Linked DNA regions of Zea mays: region 1 is linked to region 2. Evidence: chromatin contacts called from public Hi-C data. All regions are on one chromosome and are shown on one strand. The core of a region is the stretch at or near the end of the contact, and the rest is flanking DNA. Distances in the headings are between cores, read along the strand shown.

What was found. Hi-C and Micro-C count contacts between places; a contact is called where the count stands out from the background.
Region 1: a Hi-C map of ear shows a contact between it and region 2, with 1.8 times the contacts expected there. The contact joins the enhancer-like site here to the promoter of LOC100191592 in region 2. A contact is called at or near these places in 2 of 25 Hi-C or Micro-C datasets (ear and tassel).

The regions. Positions count from the first base shown.
Region 1 is chr1:7,904,801-7,908,378 of Zm-B73-REFERENCE-NAM-5.0, reverse strand. No RefSeq gene overlaps it. Among protein-coding and RNA genes, the nearest start is that of LOC115032970, 5.3 kb to the left of the region's middle. Within about 2 kb of position 1,903, at least 20 of the 20 cell types and tissues checked have an H3K27ac peak or open chromatin away from gene starts, as enhancers often do. A contact at or near this core is called in ear and tassel, where this site is marked.
Region 2 is chr1:7,342,032-7,345,969 of Zm-B73-REFERENCE-NAM-5.0, reverse strand. LOC100191592 (basic endochitinase) reads right to left here and starts at 1,809. Exons shown (of 3, transcript NM_001137022.1): 1 at 1,514-1,809; 2 at 1,296-1,407; 3 at 497-1,100. The coding sequence starts at 1,802. The coding sequence ends at 716. It overlaps LOC100273485 (putative protein kinase superfamily protein), which reads right to left. Exons shown (of 9, transcript NM_001147922.1): 9 at 3,819-3,938.

The sequences.
Region 1 (3,578 bases), core at 654-3,153, 560 kb before region 2:
AAGGGGTAGGTCAAAGAATAAGCGATGACATGGCATTCATCAGCCTTCTCTGACCATGGTTGATCTCTCCTTGTTTTTATGATCTTCTGGTGCCAATCTAGTGTGACGTGTGAAGAATTTCTCCTTTGTCGCTTCTCGAGTCTGGCTCATGAGATCTTCAAATTGTCTTTGCTCATCGGTTGACAAACTCTCAAGAGTCAGCCTAACGATGTTGTCTTGAGAGTCACCAATGTGATCTTTGGAACCGACCATCATGGTCGATCTAATAGATCTAATTTTCTGTCCTAGCAGAGCCGCCAAAAAATATGTTGGCACCTTTTTGGGCCAAATATTAATGGTAGCGGACCGTCCGCGGAAGGTCAACGGACCATTTGCGATGGCGCAAAGAGCTTCGGGAAGAACCTAGATCCTGCCTTTCAGGAGGGACCCTGACCGCGGGGAGGAAGAATCTTAGGGTTGCCTTGGGATCGACAGGCCATCCAAAGGGTCTCTAGACGACATAGAGTTAAAGAGAGGAGAAGATCGAAGTTGGGAAACTATAACTAGGGCTAAACTATGGCTAGAACTACTCCTAAGGCTAATGCATAAGATAAATGAGATAAAAGTGATTTGTAGATCCATTGTTGGTTTCTTGAATCGGTCGTACCCTTTCAAATATATATAGTAGGTTCGGACCCATTACTAAGCAAAATCAAACAGTTTCTCGCGAGTTATTAGGATAACCCCACAAAAGATAAGAACTCTAGCCTAAATTAATCTATTTACGGATCGTCTCGGGTAACACGTCGGACCATCCGAGCGTGGACCGTCTAGGATAAGGCTGAACCGACCGTCTAGGTGCCAAATCTGATGATCAATATATGTTGATATCGTGAGGTACAATGTTTGAGTCTACTTTACTCTTGGGGTCATATTCACACATGCATGGACTCATATGATATCTCGTGGGTACAAATTATTTGTGTATGTCCTGGAGCGCACGTACTGCCTTGATCGCCGAAGACGAAACATCGAAAATTAAAGTTTGTCCATGTTCACGTGTTTGCATCGGCTTTTATAACCAACTACTGTGCGTGATTAGTGGCTAGTGGCTACAGTGCGCATCTAGCTAGTCCCTGGACCTGTGGACGACAAACATGGGACTACTCTACTTTCTCGGCAGCGAGGCGGCCAAGAAAGGCATCCGGCACTGTGCGTGGGCGCCTCGTTACTGCAGGATGGATGGATGGGTCTATGTACAGTGCGGCGGGGCGTGCGTCTTCAATTGGCGCCGCGCCGGCCGGAGCCGGAGCCGGAGCCGGGCGGACGGACGGACGACGAACGCGAACAAACAGCTGCCTAGTAGCGAGACAAAAAAGAGACAAGGCGACGGCAGGTGGCTGCACCGCCAGGCAGGCGAGCACACGGTGCCCGGTGCACATGCAGGCAGACGCAGGGAGAGGGTCCTCCGGTCCTCCCCTCACCTCGCGGTTGCAGGCCGGGCGCGGCCAAGTTTAATGCGAGGCCGGCCGCGGGAATCTCGTCCTGCCACGCACCGGCCGCTCTGGGCTGGGCGCCTGGGCCCGGCGAGGCGTCCTCCGCTCCGCTCCTCCCGCGCGCGGCGTTAATGCATGCGGCGTGCCTGCCCGGCCGGTCGCGCCACCGTCCCATGCCGTCGTACGCGCGCCGGTCGTCCCCCAGCCCTGTCCCTGCTGTGATTAGCCGGCGGTGCTGCGGCTTGCGTGGTCGAAGACCAACCAGACCCAACCGCCCAAGGCGAGCTGCTGCACGGCTCACGACAGTGGCCAGATCTGATGTGATTGTGATGCCTTCTTGTTTTTTTTTTTGAGCAAAGCCAACCTCCTGGACCGCGCACGGCCCAGTTTATTTCCATAGGTTAGTGTTGTTTGTTTGGGGCCTGCCCAAACTTGGCGATGAGTCTTGGGCCTATGTAGCATTGGACAGATGCAAGGCCCACGCTGAGTGTGTTGTGTTGTGTGGTTTATATTTTATTTTCTGTTTTTAAATTTTTTATTCCAAAAATAAATCGCTGCCAGTTACCTTTTGACTTGGCATTTTTTCTTAAAACCGCCAACTGTTGTCGGCGATTTTAGTTGCGCCAGCTGAATTATCAATGTCATTTTTACCCATGTTCATTAGCTTAGTTGAATTGCTGAACATGTCTTTGTGTTATAAACTTGCTTTAAGACCGTGTCCAACAGTCTATCCATAGTTTACGTAAAACACTATTTTGTACTGTTTGTACACTGTTCGCAGAGTGAAGTTTTATATGTGTATGAGTATGGATAAGCTGCTGGAGATAATTTAAAAGCTTACTCTAGTCTCCTCAACTGTCGACTTCAAACAAAATAGAATCATAAAAAGTATTAATACTTATTATACTGTACGCATCTAATCATATTTGGGAACGTTGCGCTGCGTGTGGCTTCTTATCGTGTTGGACTTGAGTGATTTCTCATGGCCTATCTGTGGTTTAAGAGCCCATTGGGCCCATTGTTTGGCGAAAAGTGGGAGAGAGAGGAATATATCTATACACTTCACACGTGATGCACGACGTACGACACATAAAACTTGTGTTTTAAAGGAGTAGAGACGTGACACACGACACATGAAATTGATGTTGTGAAAGAGTATATAATAAATTTCTAAAATATTATGAAGTCATCTAATTTTAAAACTGATCATAAAAAGTATTAATACTTATTATACTAAACGAATCTAATCATATTTCGAGAAAGATATTTGTACTATATATGTTTAGAGTCATACATGTTATTTTTATACATCTAACTAAATTTAAGATAGTTTAACTTTCACTAGATTTAAAACCGTATTCTTTTTAGTATTAATTATATAATGTTACTTAGCCTTTACAAAATTAGACGTTCAACTTATTTTGATGTCATATAGTGGTATGAAAATAAATTAATTTCTATTTTTTAAATTGAAGTGATATATTTCTAATTAACTACTTTTAGCGGAGAACTAGAAATAAAGCTATCTCCAGCAGCTTATGCATCTCCATATCTATATTCAAACTCTACTCTGCGAACACTCTTGCTGTGTTCTAAAGGACTTCCCTTCTTTGGTATCTTCTCCTCATCTGACTTCTTCGGTTCATCAATTGTCATGGCTTCCATGCCATTATCCGAAGTCATCTCCGGTGTGCCTCTGTCATAGATGCGGGTGTTGAAGTGTCCCTAGAATCTTTTCCCGAAGGCAAAGGAGTACTTAGGCTTGTATCTTCAGTTGACGCAGGCACAATTGCCTTATGCGAATCAGCTTCTTCCGGGGTGGCTGGTGTAACACCTCTGGTGTTAAGCATGCTTATACATCGCCTATGCATCATGAAAAATATCATCATGAGCATCATTAGTTATTCATAACTTGAATCTAATTCATGAATTACTTATCATTTTATGTGGTTTGCAAATGTGCTTGAAATACTAGAAACTTATGTTCTAGAATCTTATGCCATTAAAGAGTAATCGAGTGTGTAGCTAAACCAACCTAAAGTGAACTAGTTTTGTTTGAGGTAGCTTTTCAACTACTTAGCACAAATGATGATGACTTGTTTA
Region 2 (3,938 bases), core at 560-3,059:
AATATTGGTTTAATGATGGCAAACGTGGGCCATTTCTTATAAACTTGTTATACAACTTCATGTCAAAGCATTGCTAATAGAAGAAGAGGACTATTTAATTATTATATGGCCAATTAGACCTAGCATCTAGTTTTACAAAGAAGGTCCTTGCCATGCATGGTCTGAGTTATGGCTGGAAACGAGCCGAGATCGGTTGGACTCGGTGCAGCTTGTTGGTTAACCGAGCTAGGATCGCCCACTCAACAAGCTGAAGGAGGATGCTCGGCTCGACTCGGCTTGCGAGCTGCATTTGATATAAATTATTGCATTATATAATGACTTGATAACATATAAATGTAAAATATATAAAAACTCGGCAAATAAGTTCTTTGTCGGGTGTAAAAAACACTCTCCAAAGAAACTATTTGCCGAGAGTTAAAAATAAAACACTCGAAAAAAAAAACACTTTACCAAGTATTTTCTTATCGAGTGTTTTTTGGTTGTCAGTCAGTAAAGAGGCGGATTCTAGTAGTGATAGTCTTACCATGTATCCTCTCTCATACACACGTGAGTTCGTGACAGTACATCATCTCTCATACACGGACACACACTATGATAAGCAAGTAGACACACGCCGAAGGTAGGTTTGCTGCTAGCTTGATTTATTCTTTAGGTAGAGAGGCAAACACACGTGAAGGCTTGCATTGCAGCAACCATAGATCAGCTACTAGTGTCATCATCCTCCGTAAGGCTTCTGGCTCCCGCATGCCATGTTGTCCCCGTACCCCACTCCGAGCATACCGCAGTACCTCTTGTAGTAGCCGACCCGGTCCTTGGCGGCTTTGGCGCCGTCGGTGGAGCGGTCCTCGCCGCACTCTAGACCACCGTTGATGATGTTCGTGGTCAGGCCGTATCCGGGGAGCCTCCCCGCGGCGCGGTCGGTGGCGGAGGGCCTCCAGTCGCCGGTCATCACGGCGTGGCACGAGGGCTTGGGCGACTGCGGCGTCATCCAGAACCAGATGGCCGTCTTGAAGGCTACCACGGGGTCTCTCGCCACCAGGTCCGGGTCGCCCACCAGGTTCAGGTTCAGCGCTTGCCCGGCGAGCCTGTAGTTGTACTTACTGCATGCATATATGGGCTCCTGTTATTAGGTTTTCTCTAGTAGATACCCTATCACGCCCTCTATCATATTCTCTATTTGAAATTTTACTTTGTAAACAGTGTTATATACAATATAAATCTCCTATTTTACTCTATCTGCTGTGGATAACATATATAATAACATGCATGCAGAGTGTCTGTGCTGCTGATCTTACTGAGTTAGCTGTATGGGTCCTCGTCCATAGTAGGGTGGGTCCGTCTGTTTCTGTTCCTTCACCCGGCAGTATCCCCAGGCAAACGGTCCATCCGGAGCAGTCGCCCATCCACCTGCACGTACCCATGCGATCAGATGCATGATCGAGCTTAGACGACGGCCCACGAGGAAATGATTGATGGCTAACCAAACCAAGCACGAGGCATTCTGCACGCGTACCGGTGGTTTCGTGGGACGTCTGGCCGAAGAAGGCGGCGAGCTCCCGCCTGCGCGTCTGCTCGTCGCCGGTGGTGCCGAAGCCGGGGAACTTGCTGGCGGCCTCGATGAAGGCGTCGTAGGTGTAGAAGGCGCCCTGGCACCCGCTGTCGCCGCGGTGGCTCAGCATGCTCTGGAACATGGGCCGGGTGATGATGCTCCACACGCCCTGCTGCGCGCCGGCGCCGGCAGCCCCGGCGAGCAGCGCGGCGCCAGCCATGAACAGGACCATCGCTAAAGCCCTCCTCCACATGGCTTGCTTTGATGCTCTCCGCTCCGCTCACGGCCGGGCGTGCCTATTTATAAGTGTTTTTTAAATTGGTGTCCTTAGTTTTGGTAGTGTGCTCACCTATATTGTTAGTCGTGTTTTTTTTTTGCTCAGTTGTGCCCTTCTGTTCTATAGCACTGGATGCATGTGTAGATGACGGAGAATGTAGGCGCGGGTGACGGAGGATGCATGTGTAGATGACTAGATTATTTAGTTTCTAGAATTGAATCATAATCCTCTACCAATCCTTATGTATCCAGTGACCACTACAGGGAAGGCTTAGATTCGGTTTCTGATGAAGAGATAGGGATCTTAGACATAGTCATAGCTCTTTCAGTCACTCTGATCACGTAGAGGATCGGTTCCTCACAGAATGTCGATTAGGGTTTTATGGTCGAATGATTAGTGTTGACTAAACTTATCGGTCCACTTAATCTATTTATATAGCGTCATATGACTGAAGGCTACAACTAATAATTAGGATAGCCTCTAATCAAGGACACGGTTAGACGGTTAGAATTAATCCTACTCTGGTTACTGTAACCGACTAGTGTAGAGTAACATCGTGGAGCTACGTACGGTGAGGTCTGAAATCTGAATGCCTTCTGGCTGCGTTGCGCTGTGTTGACTCGTGGCCGACACGTACGTACGCTGTTCTAGATCAGATTCGGATGGTACGCTGTCTGTACTACGCATGTGAAGTTGGCCACAATTATTGCTGCGCGCAGAGGACAAGAGCCTTGACAAGGTCTCTATGATCCATGGATATCTTGCAGATATTTATATATCTTGCAGTTGTTGCTGATAACCATATATATTTGAGGTACAGCTTGGGTATTTGAAGCTTAATTATGACATAGATTAATTTCCGTGCACGGTTGTAAGATTCTTAAGGCCTTGTTCGTTTGTGTCGGATTGCAACCGAAATCGTTTTAGCTAATTAGAGAAGCAATCTGGTTAGAAATCATTCCGATCCACCCATCTCAAACAACCGAACGGCACCTAAAGAAAATGCAAAGTTATAATTAAGTTAGATTGTTTTTTCAGAATATTTCCTGAGCTAGACGAAAGTAATTGTCTCCAAAGCATTTCCATGAGGCAAGCAGGCGCTACACCAACCTACCACTCGATCTGGTCTTGTCGTCCTGCCCTGCGTTCCAGCATGCAGAAAAAGCTAGCTAACTAGCCCGCCGCGCGCGGCAGGTCGACAAGGGAAAGCTACTAGCTGCATTTTGTGGAAGATGCCAACCCGAGAAGACTTGGGGTCGTCGTCTTGAAGACTTCCTGTTGACCTGCGAACACGAGGTTGATATATGTTCACTATGTTCAAGTGTGACGAATGATTATCAAGAAGATAATCACATTTGGTGGAGTTTATAGACTAACCATTATATGACTGTGGTATAACATGTTTCTTGGCTTATTTGTTTCTAGATCCGCCACTGCACTTTCATTGCTGCTGGACACTATTCTACTCCATGTTCTGCTAAACGCGGGTTGGGGAAGGCTGAGATGGGAAAAAAAATAGATCCCTGCGACCCTGCCCCCTCTCCTGGACAGATCGTGGCGTATATATTTGAAATTTCAATTTTTTAATAGAAAAAGGTACCAAAGCCGGTAGCGGCGCAAGCGCAACCCCCGCTTGCAGCACAATTTGTCCATCAGGCCGTGCCGGGTGGGTCAAGCGGCCTATTTGGCCAATTCGGTTCATGGTACCTTCTATCTGGGCCTCTCCAGATCCGGAAGCCCAGGCGGTCAACCTGTCACGACTCGCGAACTCACGCAGGGCCAAACTGTGGTGCCGGTGCGGCCCGCGGTCCACGGCGAACTGATGAATTTCAGTTCGGCGTCGATCACGGCGTGCAACGATGGCTGCGACATCTGTGTGGGCTGGGCACCAATTCTAATTCAGCAGTCAGCTAGTCAGAGCGATCAGACACAGCAGACTCCATCCCCATGTCAGTACGAACAGCACAAGCTCAGATTTTGACAACCACAAGTAAAAAAATCCCCTTGCATTCTGCCTGTTTCGACTTTCGTCGATGTAACATGTACACGGGCCCAAAAAAAATGCATGACAGAAATGCGAAACCAGGTAGTTACAATCGCAGGACTCTGCAG